2 separate regions of the Macaca mulatta genome follow, and region 1 is linked to region 2. The links are chromatin contacts, called in public Hi-C maps. All regions are on one chromosome and are shown on one strand. The core of a region is the stretch at or near the end of the contact, and the rest is flanking DNA. Distances in the headings are between cores, read along the strand shown.

Region 1 (7,026 bases), core at 2,163-4,662, 64 kb before region 2:
GGAGCCCAGAACCTTGGAGACTCCAGGAAGTGCAGGGCCCCAAAAGGAGTCACAGTTCTGGCTCAGGAGCTTCCTGGTCTGGGCTCCCCGAAGGGCCACAGCTCTTCTCTCCTCTTTGCCTGCAATGTGGTGAGCAAGGGGCATGTTTCAGCCCTGTTTGTGTTATAGCTCTTTCAGCCCCACTATTCAGCAGGTCTCAAGTTTTTGTCCTGCATCCAGAAAGAATGAGGTAGGCAGACAAGTGGAGGCTGAGCAAAGTGAAGAGGAGCTTTACTGAGAAGGAAGAGCTTTACTGAGCAACAGGATAGCTCAGAGGAGACCCTGGAGTGGGCAGCTCCTTTCTGCAGGCAAGACATCCTGTTGTCTCTGCAGCTCTCAGCAGAAAGAAGGCCCTGGAGTGGGTAGCTCCACTCTACTGGCAGCTTGTCCCATCATCTCTGCAGCTCTCAGCGAAGAGGAGGCCCTGAAGTGGGTAGCTCCTCTCTGCAGGTTGGTCCTCCTGTTGTCTCTGCAGCTCTCAGCAGAAAAGAGGCCCTGGAGTCGGTAGCTCCCCTCTGCTGGCAGGTCTTCTCCCCAAGTCTGGCTGAGTCCAGGGACTTTTACGGGCCTCAGAGAGGAAGAAGTGCATGCTGATTGGTCCATGGGCAGATCCAAGAAAAAGCACCACCAGTTCCCTCTCCAGTCAGGGGGACTGGTGGCCTGGTCATTAGGCTTCAGGCCTTCCCTGGGGACTTGCCCCTTTCTGCCCCAGAGCATGTCGCCTCCTACTGCTTTCTATGGTGCCCAGGCTGTTTGTGGGAAGAAGCACCTGCAGGCCAATGCCAAACTGCCCTCGGCCTCCCTCCTATGTTTGTCAGCACCCAAAGTCTGGAGGGGGCTGAGGCAGCAGGGGAATGGCCTGTCAGTACTGCCTCAAGTATGCGCACAACTGGCTGGGCTGCAACAGCACCCTGGCTCAGCCCCAACCTTGCTCCTAGATGGGAGCAGTCACCATGAGCAGGGCGAGGCCAGGCAGCAGAAGCAGATACCTCTAAGCCTGCTGAGGTGGGGGTGCCTTCCCAGGCCCATAGCGTGCAGAGATATCCAGGTTGGTCCACAGCCACAAGTTGGGTGGCTACAGCTGCACAAAGGAGGTGGGGGGATGCAGGCGGGGCTCCTGCCTGCTCCCAGCCTCCAAGAACATGGTCTGTAGCAAGGACTCGGGTGGCTGCAGTTGGACCTGGGAGGGTGGGGCTCCTGCCTGCTCCCGGTCTCCAAGAACACAGGGAGGCTCAGCCAGCAGCCATCACTTGGGCAGTTGCAGCTATGCCCGGGGAGCTCCCACCCACCAACTTGGAAGGAGCTGGGCTCCTGCTTGACCCCATTCCCTCTGGCTCTGTGAAGCTCACAGCACGGGCAGAGCCTCCCGGCTGCAGCCAGCATCTTGGCAGTGGCCACTCCAGATGGTCCAGATGGCCCACCATTGCCATCAACAACACTCCAGCCTGGGCAACAGAGTGAGAGACTCCATCTCAAAGAGAAAAAGGAAAAGGAATAATAATTCTAAACATTTATGCAAATTGTGAGCTTCAAAATACATAAAATTAAAACTGATAGAATCACAAGGAGAATAGACAAAACCACAATTATTGACAGAGAATTCAATACTCATCTTTCAATAATTACTTTTAAAATTAGTAGAAAATCAGCAAAGCATATAGTAAACTTCAGTAATACCATTAATCAACTAACAATAATCAAATAGTCGACCCAACGGCAGCAGAATATATTAATATATCCTTCTCAAATGTGCATGGAACATTTATGAAGACAGACCATGTTTGGGGCCATTAACGAGTCTGAATAGATTTTAAAGAATTCAAGTCATACACAGTATGTTCTTTGACCACAATAAAATTGAATTAGAAAGAAATATCAGAAAAATCTCTAGAAACCCCCCAAATATTTAGAAACTGAAAAAATCCAAGTTCAAAGTATTCTGAACTGAATGAAGACAAAAACACAACACATCAGAATTTGTGAGATGCTGCTAAGGCTGTACTTAGGGGAAAATTTATAGCACCGAAGTTCTATAACACAAAATAAGAAATATCACAAATCAGAGACCTCAACTTCCACTTAAAGTAACCAGAAAAAAAGAAAAAGGCAAATTAAACCCAAAGCAAGGAGAAAAAAGGAAATAAAAGGGGCAGAGTGGAAATTAATAGACCAGAAAATGAAAGACAATTTTTAAATAAATGGAAAGCTGGTTCTCTGTAAAGATAAAAATGACAAACCTCTGGCCTATCTGACAAGGGCAAATGGGAGAAGATACAAATTACTAAGAGCAAGAATGAAAGAGGTAACATCACTGTAAATTCAACAGATACAAAAAGGACAAAGTAATATTATAAACAACTTTATGCCAACTTATACAAAATTGGCTGATTCTTTAAATGATACAAAATACTAAAGCTTACCCTAGAAGAAATATATAACCTGAATAGCACCATATCTATTAAAGAAACTGAATTTGTTAAAGTCTGGAGGGGGCTGAGGCAGCAGCTACCACTTAGCCACCCACTATTTTCTGAAATCTCTTCTTTCCCCACCGGACAGGTTAATCCAAGTCACACGTCTCATTGCTCTCAAACCAGAAATGAGATCCTAACTTCTCATTTCCTAAGATATTTATATGAACACAGCAATATCCTTTCCTACCCTGATTACCCCGCACCCTCCATTTCGGGTCCTTCTCACCCTGATCAATGAGAATTGTTCTAGGAAGCAAACCTTAAATAGACCTCGTACCCTTTCTAGATTGCAAAGTAGATAAAAATCCAACTTTCCGTTAATTCAGGGATTAATTACTGAGCATCACTTATTTCTTGCGCATTGGTTCTCAAAATGTGGTCCCAGGACCAACAGCTTCAGGATCACCTGAGAATCTGAGCTGCCACCGCCCCCTCCCCCACGACTAAATCAGCAAGTCCGGAGTTGTGGGGCAGAAGTCAGTATTTTAACAAGGCCTCCAGGTGATTCTGATGCGCGCCACTCTTCTGGGGGTGTAAAAAACCAGAGAGGACAGGAAGAAAGTTAGAATTAAAGCATACCTACGAGTCAGACAAGCTTCAGGGGGAGGGGCGGTTATTTAAAAAACGATAACTAATTAAGAACTTGTATGTAGTAAGAAAACCTACCCTGCCCCAGAGAGCTTTCCCGAAAGATAACGGATTCCGACATTCACCTCAAGAACCGGCAGACAGAGCAGCAAGGGATGTGTCGCTGGCCAAGCAGGTCCCTGGCTAAGGCACTGCTAGGGACAGCTCGCGGGTTTTCGGGGGTTAATTCTCGGCAACCCTCCCTCACCCGATGCCCAGTCGCCGCCCTGCGCCTGCGCAGTGACGCGCCATAGAGCTGAGCACTCCTCCCAGATTCCTAGAGCTGACAGAGCGATGGCGGGTTCGCCGGGTGTGAGGCTTCACAGCGGTCCGGTGACCAAGTCGAGGTACGGGTGATGTCGGCTCGTGGATAGCAGAGGAATTCCGGATGATCTTGCCTAACGAGCGGCCTTACAGAGCCGCCAGGAAACTGTGCGTGGTTTCTCGAGTCCTTGGAGAGTGAAGGCCCCCGGGGTCGCTCCTGGGCACGGAGAGCCGATTGGTTCACGGCCTAGTGTTGGGTTTGTCCCCCGTCAGCCCTTGCTGGCCTTGGGTTCAACCGAATGAACGCCAGAAACTCTGTGGGGCGGGTGGAGTCACCAAGCGTGGTGCATCCACACAAATCAGCCTACCGTACTGGGAAAGAGCCACCTGAATTTGTGAGTGTTGGAAAAAGCAAAAGGGGAAGAAAAATGATCAGTAGTGTCATTTTTGGATAGGAAGGGCAGCGAATAACATAGTGTTAACCACTAGAATTCATTGTAAAATTCCCCCCTCTGCGTTATCTTTACAGTTACACCTTTTTTGGGTAGCATTAACCCCTAATTTTGTTTGAACATCTCTAGACTTGGAATGGGAATGTGTGTCTTAAGTGGGTTAATCCCTGGTTCATCGATGATGAGGAGGAAGCCTAATACATTCTGAGAGAAAAGCAACTGGAAGTCAAATGAGATTTTTTGTTTTCTCCTTCTATCTTGAGGATTTTTCTGGTGGTCTAGTCTCAGAGATTACATCTGTAGTCAGCACAATGATTCCCTTCCAAGCCCAGTGGTGCCCAGTTGCCTCCAGGTCCCAGACCTTTATGTGGACAAGAAAAGCTTACAGAGGAAATGGTAATTCTCCACTTGCACCCTGAGGTGTCCAGTTGCAGCCCATGGAGATCCAGTTCAATTATGAATCTCAGGAACACCACCTTCTGTCAGGTGAGAGGCAGGGTATTATGTCTTTCTTAGTGGCTTTGGCGGGGTGGGGAGGATGAGGGGGTGTCACCCTATGCTAGTGTCTTCAAATGATCCTCCTTAACTCTGTTAGGCACTATTACCTCTTTAGTGTACCAAGCATAGTCACGTGACTTTATTTCAAAATCAGGCAATCAAATTCTCATGCAGCTCTCTCCACTTTTTAAAGACCCCAAAGTCATTCATTTTTCCCTGTATAATGACCTCATTGCTAATCTGTCAGTTTTGATCATTTCTCTTATCTACTGTAGGGGCATAGTTAAAAGTTCTGGAGTCTGACAAACTGGATTCAAACAGTAGTTTTGTCACTTAGCTAGCTCCAGTAAGTTACTCATATATTTTACGATTCTGTTTCCTCACTTTTCAAGTGTATAGTAATTCATACCTTGAAGTTATTTTGAGATTTATATCTATGTATTACTCCAGAATAAAGAACCCCAAAATTTAGTGACCTGAAACATCAGACTTTTTAAATCACATTACTTCTTATGGTTCTGTAGGTCATCAACTTGAGCTGGGTTCACCTGGTCAATTTTTTTTTCTCTTGATCTTTTCTGGGGTCATTTATGCAGGCATCTCAGGGCTGACTCTTCTGGGGCCAGAGTCTAAGATGGTTTCAATCACATTGTCTCAATGTCAGACTGTTGGTGCTGGCTATGGCTTGAGTCCACATATCTTCAGCAGGTGACCCTGGACTTTTTTGCAGGACAGCTTGTTTCCAGTCAAAGAGAAGGCAAGCTCTCCAATACCTAGCACTTTTCATACCTATGTTTGTGTTTCATCTGTTAATGTCTCATTGATGAAAGCAGGTCATATGACCAGTTCTGAAGTCATTGTAGAAGGAAACTACACAGGGATATAGGTACTGGGAGATAGGATTCACTGGGGTACATTAATACTGTAACAGGCCAGGTGCAGTGGCTCACACCTGTAATCCCAACACTTTGGGAGGCCAAGGCAGGAGGAATGCTTGAAGCCAGGAGTTCAGGACCAGCCTGAGCAACAAAGTGAGACCCCATTTCTACAAAAATTTAAAAAATTAGCCAGGCATAGTGGTGTATGTGTGCCTGTAGTCCCAGCTATTTGGGAGGCTGAGGTGGGAGGATTGCTCGAGCCCAGGAGTTCAGAGGCAGCAGTGACGTATGATTGCACCACTGCACTCCAGCCTGGGCGACAGACTAAAATCCCGTCTCCAAAGAAACACCAAAAAAAAAAAAAAACTAAACAAGATCCTTAATGTAAAACTCTGAGCACAGACTTTGCTTACAGTAATTCTTTATAATTGGTAGCCACTATTATTTTAAGTAAGATAATTTTGATCTCAACTTTTTTCAGGTGTCCTGTAGGGTCTCATTTCCGCATCACATTACTTCTTTTTGGTTTGTCCTCTTATTGCGCTGTTTTTCCTATGAGTCACCTTCCATTGTCCCTTTTTTCACTCTAGATCTGCTTCTTTTCAGTCTTGGAGCGTCTTTATTTTATTTTACTTAGTTTTTCTCTCCTATATCTAGAGCTTGTCCTTCCTTAATAATCTATTCCAAGACATCTAGCTCTTATCTTTCCTGAGAATCACTGGAGAATTGGACCTCTTCCTTGCAGTTTTACATAAATTGATATACTTAGTCCTTGTGTTTATGTCTCTTAGAATATGTATAAAATAACATTTTATTATAGAGAAATACAGTTATACTAAAGTCAATTTGTAAAGAATAGGAGAACACAAAACAAAATTTAAATAACCTTCAGCTCCACCCTCTAGAGATAGTCACTGCTAACATTAATATATCCTGAAAATCATTCATTTAATTCTGTTTACTAATAAGATCATACCTTATTAATTACTAGCCATATAATATCAGTTATTAAGGGTTTCCTCTGTGCCAATAACTGTTCTAAGTGCTGGCGATATAGCAGTGAGCTGAACACACAAAGCCTTTGCTGTCAAAGTGCTTACATGCTAGTGGAGGAAAGGAGAAAATAAATGAAGGCTCATTATATTATTAGATAATGATAATGGTTATGGAGAAATTAAACCAGGATATATCAGTCAGGATTCTAGCAGGAAGCAGATGGCTCATTCCAGTGCAGTAATTCGGAGTTTCATGAAGAGGATGGGGATGATTACAGAAGTCAGCAAGGGGATGATTACAGAAGTCAGCAAGGGATGGAGAACAGCCATAGATCAGACAACACTGGGGAGCAGTTACTACCTGTAGGTCTTCAGGGACCAGGGGAGAGATTGATTACCAGACCCTGGAAAGTACAGCTGTAGGATTTAGCCATCTGATAGGAGCTCTGGCCTTTGCTAAAAGGCTCAGCTACTGGCCCAGCAAGGAGAGAGCCAGGATGTAGAGTGACCAGTTCATCCCAGTTTGCCTGGAATTTAGCACTGAAAGCCGCAATAGCCCCTTCAGTTTTAGGCAAACCAGTACAGTCAGTCACTCTACTGTTTTCCCACTTGTGCCCAAACCTACTTGCATACCAGAGGGCATGGAACCCCAGGTGGTACAATCTGTCAACATCAATCTCCTGGTACAGAGCAGGGTAGGGCACAGAGCAGGGTGGAGAGTAGATCTGGAGAGGTAAAAGGAGAATATTCATTATAATCCACCACTTTTATCCTGCAATATCTACCCCAACATAGCGGA
Region 2 (7,576 bases), core at 2,577-5,076:
GCTTCTTCTTGAGATACCATGTCTTCTACTAGTACTTCCCGTTTTCGTCGACGGAGAGAAACCTGGAAACAGAAAGATGTGATTCAGAGAAGGAACTGTAATGAGAATCAGAACTAAAAACATGTAAGAGAAACCCCATAAAACAAATATTGCAGAAGCCTAGATGGCAAAGAAGCACAGATAACAGGGAGTGGTAGGGGCATGGGGGAAAAGGTATAAACCTAATTCTAATTTAGTTGAGTGGAATTAATTCAGCAGCTTTGCCTACTACTATGCCAGTGCTTCTGACCCAGGAAATGACACAAGCAGGCTCACCGGTTGTCCAGGGTCATCAAGTTCACTCTCCAAATCCTCCAGCACTGTCACTGCCTCCTCTCCATTCTCTGGATGATGATCTCGAACCCAAGTCTGTAGCTCTTTGGGTAGGATGGCAACAAACTGCTCCAGCACTACCAGCTCCAAGATTTGCTCTTTTGTGTGCGTCTCTGGCCTGAGCCACAGACGGCAAAGTTCTCGGAGCTGGCTCACAGCCTCACGGGGCCCAGGTGAATCCTGGTATCCAAACTGCCTGAATCGCTGTCGGAAAATCTCTGGGTCTGGGAGATGGTTCCAGGGGATACTTGATCCCTCTTCGCCATCAGGATCCTCCTCCAACTTCACTCTCAGAATTTTTTCCTCTTCATCTGGAGTTGGGATGATAAGTATTGAATCTTCTTCCACTGACTGTGCAGACATTCTGATTTATAATATTTCAAGAAAATACAACTGAGGCAGAATATAAGCCTCAGGGCAATACCCCGTTTTCTTCACAGGCACTCCTGAGGCACAAGAAATAAAAGATATATAAATAAGCAAAAATATCCTAAGAATTTGGACTTACACTGGTAAAAGTAAAAGATACTTGTTCTTTGATGGAGTTAAAAATTCCAGTCAATAACCTACACTAGGAATTGGCAAACTACAGCTTCGCGGCCAAATCTAGCCTGTCACCCATTGCTGTACAACTCTTGCACCAATAATAATTTTCACATTTTTAAATGGCTGTGGTCTTCACCACAGTGCCTTAGGGAATGGAGCTCTCTAAAATCAAATGAATACCTAATGATATTTAGGGAATGGAGCTCCCCAAAGTCAAATGAATACCTCATGACAAGTGAAAATGATACGAAATTAACATGAATGTGTCCATAAAAAATTGTACTTACTCATACTTCACGCTACAATAGCAGAGTTGAGTAGTTTCAACAGACTAGATGGCCTAAAAAAACCCAACACAGTCATGCACTACAAAATGATGTTTGGAGGCCGGGCGCGGTGGCTCAAGCCTGTAATCCCAGCACTTTGGGAGGCCGAGACGGGCGGATCACAAGGTCAGGAGATCGAGACCATCCTGGCTAACACGGTGAAACTCCGTCTCTACTAAAAAATACAAAAAACTAGCCGGGCGAGGTGGCGGGCCCCTGTAGTCCCAGCTACTTGGGAGGCTGAGGCAGGAGAATGGCGGGAACCCGGGAGGCGGAGCTTGCAGTGAGCTGAGATCCGGCCACAGCACTCCAGCCTGGGCGACAGAGTGAGACTCAGTCTCAAAAAAAAAACAAACAAACAAAAAAATGATGTTTGGGTCAATGAAGGACCACATAGATGACAGTGCTCTCATAAGATTATAATGGAGCTGAAAAATTCAAGATTCACCTAGTGACACTGTAGCTGTTGTAAGGTTAATGCATTATTCACATGTTTGTGGTGATGGTGGTGTAAACAAACCTGTTGTGTTGCCAGTTTAACACATACAGTTATGTATGGTACATAAAACTTGATAACAACAATAAACGACTATGTTACTTGTTTATGTATTTACTATACTTTTCATACTATACATTTTAGAGTGTGCTCCTTCTACTTATTAAAAAAAAAGTTAACTGCAAAATGGCCTCAGGCAGGTCCTTCAGGAGCTATTATAGAAGGCACTGTTATCACAGAGATGACAGCTCCATGCACGTTACTGCTACTGAAAACCTTCCAGTGGGACAAGATAGGGAGGCAGAAGGCAACGATATTGATAATCCAGACCCTGTGTAAGCCTAAGCTAATGCATGTGTTTGTCTTAGTTTTTAACAAAAAAAGTTCCAAAAGGAAAAAAAAATAAAAACTGGCTAGGTGCAGTGGTTCACATCTGTAATCCCAGCACTATAGGAGGCTGAGGCAGGAGGATCACTAAAGACCAGGAGTTCAAGGCTCCACTGAGCTATGATCGCACCACTGCATTCCAGCCTGGGCAACAGAGTGAGACCCTGTCTCTAAAAAATGAATTTAAAAATAGCAAAAAGCTGGGCCTGGCGCAGTGGCTCACACCTGTAATCCCAGCACTTTGGGAGGCTGAGGCGGACGGATCACGAGGTCAAGAGATCGAGACTATCCTGGCCAACATAGTGAAACCCTGTTTCAACCAAAACGAAGGTTTGCTTTATTTTATGTGCTTAAAAAAATTTTACCACTTAAAAAATAAGGTATTTAAGAACTCCTTGGACTTAAAATATATGTGGAAAAAATGTTCACTTGCTGAGTAACAGATCACATAATATTGAAAAGATCATATGTGAAAAACAGATCACATATTTTGAAAAATTATCTTGCACATAATACGTAAATATTCAGTCTTCCACCACACCATACGTACATTTATATTTATAATGATAGGCATTAATCACAGAAAATTCTATTAAGAAAAGGCACTCGCATTAGCACCTTAACTTCTTGCAGTGGTCCAGTGTCTTGTCCTTACACTGGATGACTCACAGTTTCCCCAGTTCTACCTTCAGGGAAACTGTATGCTGTTTCTGGACCTTTATTATTTGCACTATCATGCCCGTGCTGTTGTTTACGACACATACTAGCAATGAGCCATGCAGCCTATGAACAACAACTTAAAAAAACTTATCGTAACCCAAGCAAGATGAAGACTGGAATCAGAAAAGGCCTTATCAGACAAGTAATACATACTGGTTTAATTAAATACCCTGGAGTGTGGTGGCCTTATAAATAAGGTCTAGCCAACATTGATTTGTTCCTATTCCAAGACCCTGCTTATCAACGGTGCAACTATTTCTACATATATTTCTCTTCCTTTCATGCTGTAGAGCATACTGCTTGTGGGAAATGGAGGGAAGGCCAACGGTCCCGACAATGTTTGGTCAGAGCACCTCGTTCCAGGTGATCGCCCACCTTACTGCTGCATAGACCTGCTGTGTACCCCGATCCCGGCCAGTCCTCTAGCCCCTCTTCCCAGCACTCAGGACGGCGGATTTCACATGACCAAAGACCACCCTGTGACAACAGCGTCGGAACCACGGCACTTCCGCCTGCGGCCGGTGGGACTACAAATCCCAACAGCCCCGCGCAAGTCTCGCCCCATACCACCTCCTCCCAACACGACTCCCAGAACCCTCCGCGAGACGCCAGGGCCTCGAAATAGAACAAAACCGGCCGGTGGGGGAGGGGGAAGGTGAGGGTCTCGGAGGACACCGGGGGTTAGAGAGCACTCTGCAGACGCCGAAGACCCAAGCAAGCCTGCCGCCTACCTCTCCCCGCCCCACAACTGCTAGGCGCGGAGAGCGCGGCCTGTTCCCCGCGCCTCCCGGGAAGCTGAGGAAGGTCCCGGGAAGGCTTCCCCGCCGGCTCCTGCTAAGAGGTCCGCAGACCCTAGCCCGGTGTCCCCCTCCCTCCCATAACGTTCCCCGCACACCGGCGCAAACCTCTGGCTCAGGAACCGCAGCAGCTTCGCTGTCCACGGCAGACGCAGAAACACCGTTCACAAGCCTTTTCCCAGAAGCCCCCGGCACGGGCTGCTTCCGGTCTGCGGGCCTGAGGAGGCGGGGAGAGGTAAAGCCCACGTTGCCATGGAGAAGCTCCCCGGGCGGGGGAGGGGCGGCCCCACGACAATGACCGCATTGAGGCTGCGCTTGGCCTCGCGCCTCGAACAGCCTAGCGTCCTCTGGACCGTTTAAAAGAAAAGTAGAGGACTCTACCATTAAGATAGTCCTTACAGTTTCGCAAGCCCTTTCACGTGCATTATCTTGTGGATCCTCTAAGTAATTCCCTGCAAGAAGGAATAAAAGCGAGTATTTGTGAAAGCTTACTACACTGTGCCAGGCGCTCTCGTCGTGCTTTACATGTCATTTATTTTTTCACAAATAAATGATGTAGGAACTTTCATTATCCCCATTGCACAGCTGAGATAGTTGAGGCACAAATACAGTAAGTAACTTGACAAGAGCTCACAACTCATTTGTGGGTAGCAAGATTTGAAACCAAGACGTGATTCAAATCTTTGGCTCCCACTAGTTATGTCACGGAGCTTTATTCTGACCTATTTGTCAGGAAAACTAGATGAGACAGGTTAAGGGTTTTGGCAACGATGTCACGGTGAATTTGTAGAATGCATGGTCATCTTCAAGCTGGGCATTTTATACCATAAAACAGCTGCTGACGCAATCATTTATTACAAATCAGACCACTTCACTCCCCTATTTAAAGCCCTCCAATTTATGCCATAATAATTTATGACATAAAAACTCCTTATAATGTCTTGTAAGTCCCCCATGGTCTGTTGCCTGCCCGCACCCCCAGACCCTGGCGCCCCCAGTCACCTCAGCTCTTCAGCTCCGTGTGGCCCAAGATCCTCAGCCTCACCGCCAGCCTTTCATGACACATGACCCTTCATGGCACTATTATTAATGGAAGTGATCTCATTTATTTACTTGTTTTTTGTTTTGTTTTGCCTTTAAGTCCCTTAAGGGCAGGGACCTTGACTGTCTTGTTCACCACAGCATCCCAGCCTAGACCCAGGAAGCTGACTGCCTGGTAAATAGAGAACACAATAAATGTTTGTTGAATAAATAAATGAATTGTGGGATGGTTACATTGCTGCCTTTAGTTAGGTCACATGATTGGCATCAGACACCACACAAAGGAGCCCTGTTGTTTAAGGACTGGTCAAAAGTGTAGATCCAACCTAACATAAGCATTTCAAGTTCCTCAGGCTTTGACTTTTTGCCTCATTCGGGAAAATGCCCTCTGCAAAGTGCCGTCAGGCTCTGCTGGGTTCGTGCATGAAGACAGCAAGTGAGCCAGCAGCTGATGGTATACCATTGCTTTTCACTCCGACCAGAGCCTTTCTCACAACCCGTGCTAACACTTCTCTCTTCATTGCAGGAAGCTTCAGAAATCCAGCCTTTTCACTCTGCTACTTGGATACGGCCCCCAAGCAGCTTGGCTGCTCTTCCCAACTTTTCCCTCTTTTCTGATTCATAAAGGCTAGCTGAAGTCATTTTTGTTTTATGAGTTTTTACATCTAATTAGTGTTGGAAAACAAAAATCTCAAACGAAACCTTGGGGAAGTTAAAAATGTTGCAAAGTTTTACAAAACCCTTTTCCTGTGATTATATTCTGTTTGTTTCTGTCACCCAGGATGTAGGGCAATGGTGCAATTTTGGCTTACTGTGGCTTCGACCTCCCGGACTCGGTGATCCTCCCACCTCAGCCTCCTGAGTAACTGGGCATTTTATACCATAAAACTGGTGCTGATGCGATTATTTAAAATTACAAATCAAACCACTTCACTCTCCTAATTAAAGGCCTCCATTTTATGTCGTAATAATTTATCTTGAAATGCTTGTGGAAGGCTGGACTTACACTTTTGACAAGTCCTTAAACAACGGGTGTGCTCCACCATGCCCAGCTAATTTGTTTGTTTGTTTGTTTGTTTTTCAGAGATGAGGTCTTCCTATGTTTCCTGGACTGCTCTCCAACTCCTGGGCACAAGTGACCCTCCTGCCTTGGCCTCCTAAATTGCTAGGATTGCAGGTGTGAGCCACCGTACCTGGCCTCCATTCTATTCCTAATTCCTTCTAAAATACTACATGGAAACCACAGTGAGGTTTTCCTCACTAAGTTACTCTTTTGAAGGCAGACGCTAATAACACCTGCTTTGAAACACCATCCTTCTGAGGTCCTCTGGGATTTTTTCTGAATGGTGGCCCTTGTTGCCATCTTAAAGGTCTAGTCAAGATAAAACATCATGTTCCTCTGGACAACCTGAATGGAGGGGGCAGCTTCATACCAGGGCCTGACAATCTTGCACATATCCACATAGACCACATAGGCAATGCCTGAACCACAGCTGATCTGAATCTTGGCAGAACACCTTGGTATCCTCCCAGAAGATGAGCGCAATGAGAGACTTGTAAGCAGCTCCTGCAAGGCCATTTCCCACTCAGCTCTCTGTCTTCCAAAGAGACTGTCATGAGGCAGTTTCTCATTGCTTCCCGGGTTCCAGTGAGCCATTCTGCCTTAGCCACTTAGAGTACAGCCACAGGTTATAACAAGGCTTAGCTGCAGCATGGCATTGACCCCTCAGCAACAACGTGTCCACAACGTATGCTGTAGTCATCCAGCCCCTTCTGTTTTGGTGTCATCATTTTGGTATCTGAGACAACAGCTCATGGAGAGCTGGCACTTGCTTTTGCTTTTAATGTCTGTGTAAATAATAATATGTCTAAATTCAAAAAGGGCTCATTTCTTTACCAGCCAAATCTTTCAACCTTGTCTTGATACCAAACATCTGATTCATCAATTAATGGTAAAACAAACAAAACTACCAGACAGATACTACCTGGGTACCAGAAATATAGAGATTAATAAAATGAAGTCATGATTCCTTCTTTGTTTTTCCCTTTAAAAGAGATGGGGTCTCACTCTGTTGCCCAGGCTGGAGTGCAGTGGCGTAATCACAGCTTGCTGCAGCCTCAAACTTCTGGTAGGGATCCTCCCGCCTCAGCCTCCTAAAACGCTGGGATTACAGGTGTGAGCCACCATGTCCAGCTTGATTCCTTCTTTTAACATTACCATCTCTTATTAAGGAAATAAACAGCAACAACAGAAAAAAAACAAGTATTCACAAGGCAGTGTAGAGCGCTACTAGAGAAGAGCAGAATGCCTGTAAGGGTTCCTAAATGAGATGGTGTGCTGAGAGGGAAGGGAGGCACCCTGAAATGGAGGAAGCCAGCAAGAAGTTTTCAGGCTGGGCATGGTGGCCTGCACGTTTGGTCCCAGCTACTCAGGAGACCGAGTTGGGAGGATTGCTTGAACCTGAGGGGTTGAGGATGCAGTGAGCTGTGATCGCATCACTGTACTTAAGCCTTGTGGACAGAGCAAGATCCTGATCAAAAAGAAAAAAAAAAAAGTGTTCACATTGGAAGGAAAGCATAGACCTTCAGATTTGGTGTTATCAGATTCCATCCAAGACTGATTTTTTTTCTAGGCTTTGGAGCTCTCAATCCCCTTCAGCTCAAAAGTATCTCCCTCTGGGCGCTTTCAGTACATTGCTTAAAGATTCCATTTTAGCTAGTAAGTATACAGTATGAGGAGTCTTTTGATTGCAGAACCTAACAGGCAAGCATTGTTAGCTTCCTACACAAAGTGCTTCCCCTTACTTCTAATACACTCCTGATTTTTTGGATGGAGAGCTGGGAGTGTGCCCAGCTGTAAGAATAAATTGTAATTGAGCTAAGCTATCCAT

The links. A called contact is a pair of places that touch in the nucleus more often than the background predicts.
Region 1: a Hi-C map of fetal cortex germinal zone shows a contact between it and region 2, with 2.2 times the contacts expected there. The contact joins the promoter of LOC100426567 here to the promoter of ZNF24 in region 2. A contact is called at or near these places in 4 of 14 Hi-C or Micro-C datasets (blood, cortical neurons, fetal cortex germinal zone and 1 more).

Annotation. Positions count from the first base shown.
Region 1 is chr18:57,189,109-57,196,134 of T2T-MMU8v2.0, reverse strand. LOC100426567 reads left to right here and starts at 3,412. Exons shown (of 3, transcript XM_015121837.3): 1 at 3,412-3,487; 2 at 4,120-4,342. The coding sequence starts at 4,294. It overlaps ZSCAN30 (zinc finger and SCAN domain containing 30), which reads right to left and starts at 3,318. Exons shown (of 4, transcript XM_077974934.1): 1 at 3,227-3,318.
Region 2 is chr18:57,125,416-57,132,991 of T2T-MMU8v2.0, reverse strand. ZNF24 (zinc finger protein 24) reads right to left here and starts at 3,826. Exons shown (of 4, transcript NM_001266015.1): 1 at 3,753-3,826; 2 at 316-818; 3 at 1-62. The coding sequence starts at 735. It overlaps LOC106994480 (a long non-coding RNA gene), which reads left to right and starts at 5,044. Exons shown (of 2, transcript XR_003724482.2): 1 at 5,044-5,139; 2 at 5,770-7,576.